Regions from separate parts of the Drosophila melanogaster genome. Here regions 1, 2 and 4 are each linked to region 3. A link is a contact called in public HiChIP or PLAC-seq data. All regions are on one chromosome and are shown on one strand. Each heading gives the region's core, a stretch centred on a gene start, on an enhancer-like site or on the middle of the called end of the contact. The rest is flanking DNA. Distances are from core to core; before and after follow the strand shown.

What was found. HiChIP or PLAC-seq counts read pairs in DNA pulled down with a chosen protein or histone mark.
Region 1: an H3K27ac HiChIP or PLAC-seq map of the Kc167 cell line shows a contact between it and region 3, with 3 times the contacts expected there. The contact joins the promoter of Prp16 here to the promoter of lncRNA:CR44655 in region 3. A contact is called at or near these places in 3 of 107 Hi-C or Micro-C datasets (the Kc167 cell line and the OSC cell line) and 2 of 6 datasets of contacts at active chromatin or transcription factors (both in the Kc167 cell line).
Region 2: a Psq HiChIP or PLAC-seq map of the Kc167 cell line shows a contact between it and region 3, with 3 times the contacts expected there. The contact joins the promoter of CG11095 here to the promoter of lncRNA:CR44655 in region 3. A contact is called at or near these places in 1 of 107 Hi-C or Micro-C datasets (the Kc167 cell line) and 1 of 6 datasets of contacts at active chromatin or transcription factors (the Kc167 cell line).
Region 4: a Psq HiChIP or PLAC-seq map of the Kc167 cell line shows a contact between it and region 3, with 5 times the contacts expected there. The contact joins the promoter of AMPdeam here to the promoter of lncRNA:CR44655 in region 3. A contact is called at or near these places in 4 of 107 Hi-C or Micro-C datasets (the Kc167 cell line and embryo) and 2 of 6 datasets of contacts at active chromatin or transcription factors (both in the Kc167 cell line).

The regions. Positions count from the first base shown.
Region 1 is chrX:14,199,084-14,202,668 of dm6, reverse strand. Prp16 (pre-mRNA processing factor 16) reads right to left here and starts at 1,307. Exons shown (of 4, transcript NM_132719.3): 1 at 1-1,307. The coding sequence starts at 1,206. CG11590 reads right to left here and starts at 2,491. Exons shown (of 1, transcript NM_132717.2): 1 at 1,762-2,491. The coding sequence starts at 2,408. The coding sequence ends at 1,812. It overlaps yl (yolkless), which reads right to left. Exons shown (of 5, transcript NM_206710.2): 4 at 3,125-3,585; 5 at 2,711-3,047. The coding sequence ends at 2,865. It overlaps mir-4917 (mir-4917 stem loop), which reads right to left and starts at 3,124; the gene lies at 3,048-3,124.
Region 2 is chrX:13,809,379-13,813,104 of dm6, reverse strand. It overlaps CG11095, which reads right to left and starts at 1,421. Exons shown (of 2, transcript NM_132699.3): 1 at 1,060-1,421; 2 at 235-993. The coding sequence starts at 1,346. The coding sequence ends at 429. It overlaps inaE (inactivation no afterpotential E), which reads right to left. Exons shown (of 15, transcript NM_176727.3): 15 at 1,612-3,726. It overlaps Clic (Chloride intracellular channel), which reads left to right. Exons shown (of 4, transcript NM_132700.4): 4 at 1-134.
Region 3 is chrX:13,989,378-13,993,006 of dm6, reverse strand. It overlaps lncRNA:CR44655 (long non-coding RNA:CR44655), which reads right to left and starts at 2,274. Exons shown (of 1, transcript NR_123901.1): 1 at 1,587-2,274. It also overlaps a transcript of mamo not described here.
Region 4 is chrX:13,843,765-13,847,298 of dm6, reverse strand. It overlaps AMPdeam (AMP deaminase), which reads left to right and starts at 1,433. Exons shown (of 9, transcript NM_001258730.2): 1 at 1,433-1,947. The coding sequence starts at 1,824. It overlaps mamo (maternal gene required for meiosis), which reads left to right. Exons shown (of 11, transcript NM_132704.4): 11 at 1-1,183.

The DNA of each region.
Region 1 (3,585 bases), core at 58-2,557, 210 kb before region 3:
CTCCAGCGCCTCCTCATCGAAATCGTCGTTGACGCTGATCAATGTGACCACGCCCGAGGTGAGCATACGATTGCGCTCCCACAACTCGTTGTCACGGTTATTCTGGCGCTGCTGAGCGCTGATTCTCTTTGTTCTCTTCTGCTCCAGCTGCTCTTCGCGCTTGCGAAAGTACTCGGAGTTGGGGCCACCGAATGGATTGTTCTCATCGTCGTAGCCCTCGTCAATGTTGTACCACTCGCGGTCGAGGCGACGCTGCTCCTCCTCCCACAGATCCAGCGATTCGGGATCCTCGCCCCATGGCGTTGCGCCGCTTCGCTTGCGACCGTGTGCCCACTGATTGTAGCGATGCGCTGGCGTTGGCCGGACAGTGTCATCCTGGCGTCCGTGATTACGCCGACTGCCGCCGCTCCGCACTGACCAATCACCCGACTTGTTGCCATGGCGTCTGGGCGTTGGCATATCCCAGTCCGACTTGCGCTGTCCAAACTCGCCGTCCTCGTCGTCCCACGAGCTATTGGATATGCCACCGCTGCTGCCGCCTGGTGTTCCCGGCTCACGCGGCGTATGGACACTGCGCTCGGACATGGAGCGATCACGATCACGATCACGACCACGATCCCGATCCCAGCTGCGGTGCCGATCGCGCTCCCTTTCTCTGTGTTGGCGCCGGTCGCGGTCACGATCCCGATCTCTGTCCCGGTCCCTGCGTCGGTCACGATCCCAGTCGCGATCCCTGTCCCTGCCCTCTGCCGCTGTGCTGCTGACTGGGCCACGTTTTCTGTCCCGCTGGATGTGCTCGCGCAGACGCTCGCGTGCCTTCTCGGAAACGCCGCCGGTGTGCGAGGGTGTATCGTCTTTGTGCTCGCGCAGCTGGCCGCGCAGCTTTTCGAAGCTCTTGGTGTCCGGTTTCTTGAAGGCAAACTCACTGGAAGCGCCAGAGGCGTTGGCCTGCGGCGTGGAGCTCCCGCCGCCGGTGTCATCGAATTCGCTGTCCTTGAAGGAGATCAGTCGCTCGGATCGCTCCTTTTCGGCCCGTCGCTTGGCCGCCAGCTTGTCCAGGCCCAACATCGATCCCTGCGGCACCTTGAATCCACCGCCACCGCCAGCGCCGGCATCCTTGGGCTTCCGGATGACCAGGCCGCCGCGCGTCTCCTGGCCAGCGGTGCCCTCCAGCCGATGGACACCCGACTCGTCGTCGTCGGACATCCTGTTGTGCTGGTTAGTCTGTTGCTCCTTGGCTATTTCGCGAGTCTTGCTCGTTGTCGCAAAAACGATTCATTCGCGTTGGCGTTCTTGGGCACAGCTGATCGGCGGGGCTGCCATCCCGCTAAAAAAAAAAATGCTGGACAGCAGTAATGCCACTCTGGGTTAATTGTCGTTACGAATTTACATTTTATTCTAATGCAGAAAATTAGTTTTTAAATACTTACTTTTAAATATTATTTAGCTTGAAATATTTATGTGCATGTGCGCAACTGTAAAATTATATCTATTTCGTTTTTCCACTTATTATTTTCTTTGTTGCATTTTGTTTTGTTTAATTTATTGGTAGAACTTGTAACCGCATAATAAGATGGTAAGTTGTATTTGAAATGGAATAACTAAGCTTTATATATTGCAAGATACAATAATTATGATTATGTGATCAAATGTCCATTTCCATTTTCTCAAAACATTTAAATTACATTAAAAGTTTACAGCTAAACAAAGAGTGGCAATGCTAGAAAATAAAGCCCTTGTTAATTTTTAAAAAAATAAATTAATTTTCCAGATAACCGTTTTATTTCCATTAAATGGACTGCAAATTGAATTTAGTCTTTGCTCTCGGCCTTTGTGGGAACCGTCTGCGCGATCCAATCGAGATACGGCGGATTGCCATTCTGGATGGGCAGCGCGATGACCTCGGCGACGCTGTAGGGATGATTCTCGCGGATGAACTTGCTCAGATCGTCGATGCGGCTGGTGCGCGTCTTGATCATCAACAGATATTCGGAGTCCTCGCTAATCTCGCCTTCCCACTTGTAGATAGACTCGACTTGGGACACAATGTTCACGCATGCGGCCAATTTCAACTCAACGATGCTGCGGCCCAGCTTTCTGGCTGACTCCCGATCCGGAGTGGTCACAAATGCCACCGAGCTGCTGCCCGACTGATAGGCATTGCCTGTCGCCGCTGATTGTTGCTGGTCGCCCATTTTGGAGCATTCACTGGAATTGGAATTCGAATTCGAATTGGTACTGGAACTGGCGTTGGCGGCACTGGAAGAGAAGCAACAACTTTTGTGACTGCTCGCTGTGGCGAATGCCGGCGGGTTGGCGATGGCGGTGGTGACGCTGGCAGCGATCAACAGGTTGCGCACCAGCGACCAGCGAAGGGGCAAGCAACTGGCGGAGATGCGATATTGCATTCAGATGCACTTTGCACGGTGAAAAGCAAAACAATAATGAAACAAAAAACCAAGTGCCACAGTCGGCGGCGTTGCCAGACATTCCAGTCAAATGCGATGTTTAACATTAGGGCTCCTGCGCACGAGACAAGTGGGATTAACATAAAATGTAGTATTTTAGGTATCTATGTTAACGGTATTTTTTTTCTTGAAGAGAAAAGTAACGGTTCGTTTTTTAATAGATTTCAAAACTATAAAAAATAAACAAAAAAAAAAACTTTTTCGGGCCACAAGATGCCATTTAAAAAAAAAACGCATGTGTTCGATTTAGTTTTTAATATTTTGCTAGCTATATAAACTCCAATCACCGATTAACATTTAAATACAATATCATTTTAACGCTACAATAAATACATAGATATAATAAACAGCAAACAGCAGCAATAATAAAATAAATAAATAACCACTGCCACTCATTTACGACACAAATCGTGCATTCGCATCATTGCCTGCGTAATTTCCCCCGAACTGTCCGGCTGATTTGGCGGCATCGTCGTCCATGTCAGCCACCAGGATGTCCGGCACCTGCCGCCCAACTCCGCGTCCGCCATCGCCATCGCCTCCGGCCCCACCTCCGTCCAGCGCATGTAGTTTGCTTTCCTGTTGAGCAGACGATAGTAGTAAGGGGGCAATCGTCACATATCTTCCACGGCCATCTGACCCCCATCGCTACTCACTCTGCTGGGGCTCTCGAGAAGCAATTCCTGAGCCATCGGATCGCCGGACGCCGACTGTCGTGGACGGAGCAGTCGCTGGAGCGCATTCGGCACACTAAACTGCTGAGCCGCGAACGAGGACGTGGCGCTGGTGGTGGTGAATGTGTCGTTGCTGCCGCGGCTGGACACCGTTCCCGTTTCCGTGGTGAAGCCGACTCCCGCCTCGGCGCGTTCGTGCTCCAGGAACGCTTTGGTGCCGCCGAGCGTCGCCAGCGGATTCTGGAAATGCATGTTAATGTTGAGATCCGTGTGGCCGCGCTGCCGGTACTGATAGTACATGTACCCGAGTCCGGCGATCAGTGATCCGGCGGCTAGGACGAACAGTGCCATCAGCCAGTGAAAGTGACCGTTCTGCTCGTGTTCATGTTCCAATTCCAGGCTGTTGACCGCACCCAACACGGCCACCTCATTGCCAGAGCCAT
Region 2 (3,726 bases), core at 172-2,671, 180 kb after region 3:
TATTTAAATATTTTATTTTATCATAACAAGAAAAACAAAACAAAAAAAAAAAAAAAGAAAATTAGAGGAGGAAATGAAGAGTATTTTTTGTATTTAAGTGAAAATTACAAATAAAAAAAAAACACAAAAAGACAATTATTGCCTTTTACTTAACATGTTCATTTCATGATAAGCCTTATCAAAGATATAAATCATTAAATGGCATCGTCTTAGCTCGAATAAAGAGCTCCTCTTCGATTTCAACATAATGGTCAACAGTTTTATTATAAATCTCTCCGAGAATTAACAATTAACGCGTACACTAAAACAAAGAACACCATCAGAATTGGCCAATTGTTCGGTTCGAGCGAAGCACATTTGGCCCAATCACAGTACCAGATTGTTGCTAGCCTGAGTAGGATTACGGTCGGCGGATCGCGGATGTCTCGTCAGGTGCGCATCGAGGGATCCCCGGCGGAGTGCTCGCGATGATGCGGCAGCTTGGGCGGTAGCTTAAAGGGCCGAATGAACTTGATGTTCGTCTTGAGGCAATCGGGCAGCAAATTGGGTGGCAGCAGGCAGTGCAGGAAGAGGTGCGTCAGATAGCCGGTGATGCCCCAGATGCGATAATGGTCTACAACAAATACTGGACCGCTGTAGCCGCTACGAAACTGTGTGTGCCTGGTGGCCTTGGGCAGCATTAGCGAAGTGAGCGGCACACTAAACGCCTCCTCCACCTCCTCCCAGTTGAGACGCAGCTCGGAGAGGCTAAAGTCCGGCACCACGCCCACCACTGGCACAATCGACGAGGTCCTCGGCAGCTGTAGCTGCTTGGCCTCGCCCCACACCTGGATGCGATGGCGCGGTAGGCCGATCTCCTCCTCTGTTTCGCGCAGCGCACAGTCCACGTAGCTCGAGTCGTGATCATCGCGCCTTCCGCCCGGAAAGGAGATCTGAAAGCTGTGGCTGCGCAGGTGTCGCGATCGTCGGGTGTATAGTAGGGATATTTCATTCCTGAAAGAGCAAAGCGATGCAGCTTATTCAAATGGTCGCATTCCTAGTTTAACTGGCTATACTGACGTGCCGCGCTCCTGGCAGAGGGCGATAAGAACCGCGGATGTCTGCTTTTCCCGGCGACTGGGCGTGAGCGCCTTGGGACGCGGGAATGCCGGCAGGCTGCGCATCTTCTCCATGCACCTGCGCTGCGATTCCGGTCCGAGGAGCTGGTCGGCAGTGATCGACTGGTCGACATCCGGCGGTTTCGAGGACGTGGCGGATGCGGCGCTTGAGCAGGAGGTGACCAGATGGCGGTTCAAGTGCAACAGTAGCTGCGGCACTGTGCGACTCGCCTGGGCAATCAGGGACATCGTTTTTGGCTATAGAACACCGAATCGAGCAATGATGTAAACAAATGCGAACGCAACGAACTTTGGAATTGGACAAAAAACCAAAACAGAGCCGTTAACAGCCGATAGTGTACTGTTGTGCGCCACAGTGAGCTGTTAGCGGTTAACAGTGCGGTGAACTCAACCACTTTCAAAATACCATATTCCAACTAAGCAAAAAACCGTTACACTTTAAAGTTTGAAGTTTTTTGTGCCATTTTCCTAATCAACGACATTACAGAGTATTCATTTTTTAAAACGTTTTATTAAAATTTCTCGTCGCTTGGGGCTTGGCTGCACAAAAAAATATATATTTATATATCTGTATATAAATATACATATTGCATTTAGTTAATAGTAAACGCTTGTGTGTTAATGCTAAATGTTGTTCCTTAGGTAATCGGTATGCAAAATGTTAGATTCCTTGTGAGTTCCTTTAATTTGTAATCAACTGGTTTTGTGTATGTATCGCTTGTGTGAAAGCAATGGCAACGGCATAATTGTCGACTTTGGGCTGAAATCGCATCTGTGTGTCCAGGTGAAGGTACTGCTTGCAACTTACAACTATTAAACGTTACTTTCGTTATTGCCGGCAGCCTGTTTGGCTGCCAATCCTCCGGCGGCCACGCGCGTGCGGGTAAATTTACTAATGGACGTGGGCGATGCGGAAGCGGAGGCGACAGCGGCAGCAGCGTCCAAACGGAGACTATTCCCGGCCGGATAGACGCAGCCCTTGGCCCGACGTCGTCCCGCCGGAGAGCCGGTACACCTATCACCGATTTGTACTAGGCTAGGCAGATCCTCGCTCCGGGAGAAGACGAACTCCTCGGACGAGAGCCGTTTCCTCACCCGGCCACCAACCACATCCGGTCGTTTGCCATTGCTGAGCGGCGATGGTGAGGCTGGGGCCACCAAAGCCGGTGTCTCTATCGCGCTGCCACCGCCAAGAACGGGAAAATGCGATTCCAACACGCCGGGCCGTATGAGTATCTCCTCCAGGTGGTTGCCAGACGCCCCAGTGCCACCGTTCTGCCGAGCCGGTGTGGCAAACTGTTCCAGCGATGAGCTGGCACTGTAGAAACTAGTATCTGTGGAGCCCAATCCCATGGCGGCACCACCACAACCCCCGGAAATCTCTGTGCCGCACTTCCCGTGCTCCGAGCGAGTACAGCAGCCACGCTGGACATCCCGATCGCAGGGACAGTGTGGACACAGTCGCAGGCAGTCCGCGTCCGTCAGGATATCGCTATCGCTGAATGTCAACTTCTTGGCGGGCTGCGTTTGCCTCGTCGCATCGGGATCCCCGTCCAGCGGATCGGCGGACTTGGAACTCTGCACCGCATTGGCACCGTGCGGCAGCTGCAATCTCTGTAGGCTGTGGGCCGACGCAGACTCAAAGCTATCGTCGCTGGAGTCCAGACTATGCGCCGCTGGCGATTGATCCGGAAAGATGCGCGGAAAGGTGATGAACACACGACCCAGCCGTTTGTACTGATCCAGATTTCTGGTGTCCTCTGCACAGCCAGCAAGATTCTCGCTGAACTTGGGCGCCCGCCTCATAACCTTGGGCGTATGCAGCTGCGACTCGAAGATGTCCTCGAGTGGCACCTTCGGACCGCCAACGCCCACGCCCATGTGCTGCAGATAGCGCTCAATGCTGTTGGCCAGGCTAATGGGTACGCTGGTTCGCGAGGAGACGCTCGAGATCTCGGACAGCGTTTCGGGACTGGCCAGTGGGGCCAGGCCATACCAGTCGTCGTGCAGTAAATCCACTCCAGGTACCGCACCAGCATCCGAAGCTCTACGAAGGGCCTGGACTTGGGCCAGCGGCAGAGAACGTGGCTTTTTCTCGGAGTGTTGACGACCGAGCATGGACCTCTCCGGCAGCGTTGGCGGCGGAGTGAGCGCCATATCGAAGGCCACCGCCTTGAGCCGTTGTGGTATGGCAATCTCCTCAGCATCCGGTTCCGGATTAACAATCACTGTAGCCGTCGTCTCAGCGCTAATCAGCGAGGGGCTTTGCCGCAGCGCCACTGTGGCCAGGCTGTCGTCCAGAGCACTTGATATGTCATACGGCGTGGTTGCCGAGCTCAGGAGCGACGAGGCCGCCGACGTGAGCCGCGGATTTGGCTGTACACCGGACTGGTGTGGTGTCGATCCGTTGGTGAATGACGTCTCCAAACAAAGCTTGTGCTGGGCGGTCGGCGTCAGGACGAGGCAGTTGCTCAGGTTCGTGTAGGAACTTTGCGAGAGTCGCTTGCAGTGTTGCGACTGCGACATCGAGTTCTGCATCTGGCCGGGATCGGTTCGCGTCTCGAATCTCATGGCATCCGTCGGCGCACTGTGGCCGCTACAATGCGGC
Region 3 (3,629 bases), core at 1,025-3,524:
GTATAAACATCAAAACTATTTACAGTAAATAATTTACCATTCTATGGATTCATCGCTTCTAAATAAATAAATAAAAGTAAATAATTTACACAGGTTTTTGAGTTTTTCGAATTTTGTTGCATGCTTTGCGGCGCTAATACGTGACATTTGAAAATCCTGCAGATTTCTCATAGAAAATGTTCAATTTTCTAAGAACTACATTATTCTGATTCTGTTCTGTAATTGTTGGTGTCATATAAGCTTATATAAGCAGATCAAATCTCTTGATGTTTCTCAGCCAGATGTTGAAGGGTATTCGAGACTCCAATGAATGTCCTGCCAAATCCGTGCGCCTCGTGTTATTCTTGTTGCTTCTGTTGCTGTTTTTTTGTTTGGGGTCGCGTTCGTCGTTTTTGTGAGTGCAACAGACTTGGCTTAGAGTGGATGGGTGGTTGGTTGGTTGGGTGGCCTAGTGCGGTGGCGGGGTGTTGGATGGGCTGCAATGTGGGCGGCTGGGCGGCCGACGGGAACAAAGGAAACCCTTGGCAACGCAGGGCCAACAAAAAAGAAGCAGACACAAAAAAATATCAAGAAGAAGATGTGGCAGCAGCTACATAGATGAACAAGAAGAAGCAGCATACGAAGCCGCCGAGGTCGAACGAAAAAGGACGAAGTCCTGTTTGTGTGGGTGCAAAATTGCGTCCTGTGGGCCGTTTGTTTTGCTTTTATCCCCCTCCTTTCGGCTTTTTTTCTTGTTGTTTTTTTTTTTTTTTTGGCTGGTGGGTTGGTGCAACATAGGCTGAGTTGTTGTCGCCTTTTTTGCACGTGGTTTTTCGTTGTTTTTTTTTTTTTTTTTTTGGAGTCAATGTCTGGCACCAGTTTATTTGAGTGTTTCTCTCCACGTTCCACTGTCAGTGTGCGTTGGTGTTTGTGTGGCGACTGCGTGCAGACGGAAAGGTCCTGGAACCCAGCCCCCAACCCGCAAAAGCCGCCCCCTCCATCCCCGCAGCGACCATTCGCCGAATGCGTTCTTTGCGACCGAGAGTCGTCGCATTTTCGATTTTATTGAGCAAACAACGAATTTCTAAATAAAAACAAAAGCAACGATAAAAGTGCAAAAAAATATAAAAAAAAAAACAAGAAACAAACAAGAAAACCGAAACAAAACAAAGCAATGAAAGTGTGGTGGTCGTGGATTTTTGGCAACTAGCAGATTTCGGCGAAATTTATACATATGTATATTTATGTACATAGCTGTTGGGCAGCCAAAAGTAAGATCATTGCGGGGGGTTGCAGTGAAAAAGGGTTTATTTTAGGGGTCCTAAAAACAGCAAAGATCACTATGCTAAATTCGAAATGTTAAAAGTTGTCACAACAAAGATTTTGGGCATTATTATGCATTTTTCCAAACTAAAAAGGTTGTACAATTGGTTGCCACATTTGGGAAATTGAATGAATATCATTTCCAATAGATTCCTAACATTATTTCTTAAAATAAAACAACTAATTCGTTTTTAACAAGAACTGGAATATTGAAATAGTGCAATTATTTGCCTATAATTTCTATGTACAACTTCTAAAAGTTGCAGATCGCCACTTTGCTTGGTTTTTTTTTTTTTTAATAGGTGATCCAGAACCGAAATAAGTTATATTTCAAAATTTAGTGGCTGCAAGTGCGATGGTAGTTAAATATACACAAATGTGATTAATTACAATAATCGGCAGAACCTTTTCATCTATTTTCCCAAAAAAGCGCGCACATTTTTTTCGCAAATTAATTCTTGTTCCACCCAATTCGTTTCTAATTTTTGTTTTTGTTATTTTTTTATTTGTTGTTTTTTTTTTTTTGCAAACCCAATGCTTGCTGAGTTATCTTCTTGTGCTGCTTCTTCCTCTTAATTTTTTTGCTCACTTAATTTATGTATTTTTTTTTGCGCCGAGCTTCCATGTGTGCGAATTCTGGGCAGCAAAAAGTTGAAATAAAATAAAGCGGATCTCTCGATGAGTGAAAGGGCAGGAAGAGGGGAGCGAAAGAGAGAGCGGCGAAGCAGGTGTATGTGTATTTGTGTGCGGGAGCGCTGATAAAAGCGAGCGAAAAAGAAGCTACAAAAAATTCGCAACAAAAGAGAATTTGCAAAAACGAAGAATTCGCATTCGCGAGAGAGCAACTCTCTTTTCCTTTGCATGTCATCTAGTGTGTGTGTGTGTGTGTTTGCTTCGTTGCGTGGCCATTTCGCTTTTGGCAACATGTTGCGCGCAACATTTATTCGCAAAAAATTCGCGATCTCTCTTCCACTCTCTCTCTCTCTCTCTCTTTTGGCGAAACTCTGACCAATGCAGCTCGGATTTGTATGTGTGCGTGTGAGTGTGTAGTTTCTTCGTTGCCAATTTTTTATTTTCCTTTTTCGCAAATTTTTTTTTATTTTGTTTGCCTTTGTTTGGAGCGTTCTGCCGGCGTCGCTGCCGACGTCGCCGCCGTTGTTGTCGTTGTTGCCCCGCCGCAGTCGCCAGTTGGTCCGTTCATTCGGTTGTGTCGTTTGCTCCTCGTCGCTTGGTGTGTGAGTGCAAAAAGCGATGAAAAATCGCAAAAAAGTCGCGAAAAAAGCGCTGAAATTCAAACAAAAAATAAACTCTGAAATATATTTCAAATTAACTACGAAAATCGTTATAACATAAAGCTAAAACCTATTTTTTTTTACTGTGCCAAAGTTGATCAAGAATTTATTGTGAATTTTATTTTAGTGCGATCTTTCCACACAAAACTCTACATACCCCTTTCTCTTTCTCTCTTCGTTCTGCCAAAAAAAAAAAATATATATATATATATGTATATATATATAAATAAAATTAAAATTGTCTTAATTTTGCGGCTAAGTGCTGGAGAAAATTTGCTTGTGAAGAGCATATAAAATAGTTCCCGTTCTTTCATAGAATTGTGCAGTTTAAAATTTTTTCTTAATTAAGACTGTTGCCAGCGGAATATATTTCTTATCTGTGTGCAATATTTTACACCTTAGATCATCCAGTTGGGGCCTAAATATTATATATATATTTTAACAACAATTCTACTTCAATGCCCATCAAAATTTGGCTAGATGTGTAGATCAAATGACTGCAAGGCAAAACGAATCTTGAATCTTTTTGGATTATTTTGTATTTTTTATAAACTTCTTTCTTAAACAAATATTTGTTGGCATCATTGTAAATTAATATATATATGTAACACTATTATTTTAATAGAGTTTTTCAATTTGTGATATTGAACCGAAAGTTACTAAATAGAACTTAAAATGTATGCATACTTGGAAATTAATTTTTCCAAATTTAATACATTTAAAACATTTCGCATGCTCTTGATAAGCAAAATGCTCGATTAAAAATTTAAATTTAAATATGGCAAGAATGCTTCAAAGAGTAATTTTTCAAAGTAAAAAGCTTGAAAAGTTCTTAAGCTCTATATAACCTTTAAAAAGACGGAAAAACGATGCTATATATGATATTTTTTTTAGGTATATAAAAAAATCCTTTTTAACTACATTTTTAAAATTTATAAAAAAAAAAACTCTTGTAAAATTGCGAAACTAAATTCTTTAAAATATTCAAGATCAAATTTCCGCAACTTGTGTTAAACCAAAAATCACATATAATTT
Region 4 (3,534 bases), core at 184-2,683, 140 kb after region 3:
AATGCAAAAAAAAAAATACAATAAAACAATGGCAAAACGTATAAAATTAACAAGAACAAGAAAAATTAGCGAAAACACACGAAAAATTTATATATATACATATATATTTCGATATTTAAAACTTCATTCGGAAAGAAAAGCAAAAAACATTAACAATTTTGAGCAAACTCTCGGTGTTTTAAAATTAAGCGCATGCAAAGCCACATTACACTAAAAAATTAACTAAACCCAGAGTAAACAAAATAATAAGTTAAGCAAACAGACGTAAACCAAAAACAAAAACCTCTTTCACTTTCGTGTCTTTGACTTAAAACCAAAAAACTAAGGCGACAAAATAAGCAGAAAAAAAAACCAAAAAACAAAAAATATTAAGCATATTTTTAAAATGTAATTTAGCACAAAAACAAAACAAGACAAAATCAAAAAAAAAAACCAAAAACAAAGCGAAAACGCAAAAAAGAAAACACAATTTTTAAACTACCAACGTATTGATGTGTATTTGATAACAAAATCAAAATTGTAATGAATTGAACAGGACATAAATGGAAAACCAAAATATTTGAAATGGAACTAATCAAATTAAATGAACCATTTTTTTTCACATCTCTCAGATATTTCGAATCTTACGTTTTTCGGTTTCGAATTCGAATCTTGCGTTGAGAACGATTTAGAAGGAAAACTTTTACAAAACTACGAAATGCAATGCCTGCCAAAGAATTAATGTTTTTAATGCGAAATGCAAAGGGAAACGATAAACAAATATTACTTATATGCAACCAAACAACAACAACAACAACAACAAAAGTTCAATAAAGCCGTTCCAATAAAATGAAACCAAGTAAAAACTGAGAACTAAAACAAGCAACAAAAATCAAACTTGTTCGGAGATCTTTTGCGTTTCCTTATACAAAGACATTTACGACGACTAAACCAAAGAAAACCAAAAAAAAAAAAAGAAAAGAAGGAGAAACACGAACATTTTTTTTTTTTGCCACTCAATTAATGAATGCAAAAATTAAATGTGAAAATCAAGAAAAAACTATTTGTCGTGTACAAGTAAACTTATTTGTATTCCACTAGTAAAGTGAAATGTTTATTGGTTTTATTTTATGAAACAAAACAAAACAAAACACCACCATTTTTATGCATTACATTATAAAAAGAAACAACAAGCAAATAAAATACATTTAAAAAAAAAAAACAAAATTTGTTTTAGCTAACACAAAGTAGGGGGAGTACTGCAAAGTTCAATTGAGTTGAACAAATTCAAATTTAAGCGCGCACTTAACCAGTGCTGTCGGATGTGTTTAGTTGCACATATAAATAATGCTGGTTCATGTCCTCGCTTTCCGTAGCGAAACGTAAGCTTACGCTGTAACATTTGCAAGCTCAATCGCTCGTGCTCTGGTCACACTGCGAGCTGGCTCACAAATTTTAGTCGCAAAAAAAAATTCGCACTGAACAGAAGTTATTCGCCAATTTAATTACAATCGCACACGAAATAGCAGTATTATTGTTCTTACCACCGTTTGTTGTGGTTGTTGTTTGCATTTTATTCTTTTTTTTTATAGTGTTTTACCATCGAGTGTGCGTAAGAGTATCAAAAAAAAAAACAAAAAACTTATACAGATAGCGCGATAGGCAATTAGTTTGTGGAGTGCAAAACTCGAAAGTTTCTGCGCGTATTTAGCCTGCGTTTTCGAGTCGCAACATCTGCGTGGATCCATCCGGAAGGTTCCGCAGGCTCCGAAAGAGGCTCGTTTTCGAATTCCAGCCGTAGTTGGAATCGAACCCGGTACAAAGGACATCGCAAGCGCCGGGCTATGCAGAGCTACGCGGACGCACTGAGTGCCAAGGGCTATCGCAGCTTCGGATTCGATACGGACATGGAGATGGACATGGACATGGGCTGCACTACGATGCGGCGCATCGAGAAGCGCAAAGGCGGTAAGTGTCTCACTGTGGGCGTGGTTGTTTAGGTGTAGAGGGGGGGGGGGGGGGTGTTGGTTGCAAGCAAGATGATCGAATTTGTAAATGTCGTGCAACAATTTTTGAGTAACTTCCCTTTTCTACTTTTAGTTGGTTTATCTTGAAATTGATCTAAAATTACACTAGTTAAAAGCATATTTAGTTCAAATTATTGTAGTTTAAATTGCAATAGCAATATCTTCGAACAATGGAGCATTTGTTCGTCAATATATATTGCCAACTCATCTGCATATTTATTGCATTTTGTGTGCAATTTAATTTGTGGCATGCAGTGTACATTTAAATTGCATACTGCACTATTGCGAAGCCAAAACAATTTGATTGGTTTCAAAAGAAACCAATTTTCGCCGTTCTCATTTTGCATTTATTTTGCATTACAAATGATTAACGAAAACAGTGGCGTAGTGGCAGTCATGTTTTTAGCGGTTATGTTGTATTTTAGTTTCGCTTTTGTGTTTTTAAAAATACGCGCTAATTTCTAAAATAATGATGATTGCATTTATTGTGTAGTTGAACTGTGTTCCTCGTACGTGAATGTTTACAGGTTACAGGGTGCATTTAGATGAGGGACAGCTTCTGACCCCCGACCACGCCCCTTTTCCATTGCGCCCCTGCGAACGTGTGTGTGAAATGTATGCCTATGTGTGTGTGTGTGTGTGTGTGTGTCGGATGCATTGACTTTTGCGCCTTCGTTTACCTCGTTTACTGGTCATCGCCGTGAAATATTTCCACTTCCATGTCCAAAGAAACTCACTCTCACCCACACACAGCGTGCATGCGTGTGTGTGTGTGTGTGTGTGTGTGTGTGTGTGTGAGTCAGTGTGTGTGTGTGTGTGTTCGCAGTGACATGCAATTATTTTAATCAGTCGGCAAGAAAAAGGCGTGCTGGTAACTGTGCATAAATTATCTGGCTAAAGTACACTATGCATACTATAGTTTGTCCATTGATGGCGATGATAATGCTGATGATAATGATAATGTCCATGTGGATGATGATGGGGTGTTCCTTTTGACGACGAATCCCTTTTGCTGTTTTTCAATTATCTTTGTCTTTCTTTTCCATTGCACAGAGTTGCATGTCAAGCTGTACGTGTGTGTGTGTGTGTGTGTTGCGTGCGTGTATGTGTGTGTGTTGGTTGGTGGTCCACCGCTGACGTCATTCTAGTTTCGATTTTCCGCATTCTGTTGGATCAAAATGTTCTCGGCCAAGAAAAGTTGGTAATAAATCTTAGTAAATTGCAAGAAACATTGGTTCTCCATATAAATCTCATTCATTCTATCTTTTGATTATTGCGATTACTCTTTTTTCTTGCAGTGCAGTTAAGTTTTATCGCCGCAATAAGGGTATTTAAGTAAGCAAAAGCATCTCGGATTTTAACCTAAATATTCCAAGTAAAAATTCTAATCAAATTGATGCAAAAACTCCTTCACTTTTCACTCATATTATTCAATATTCCTCAAGCAAACCTTATTTATCTCACATTCTCGTGTCTTAACTTGAGTTTTTTTTCCCAGTTTCCATGTTTGCATACCTTTTTATTGTTT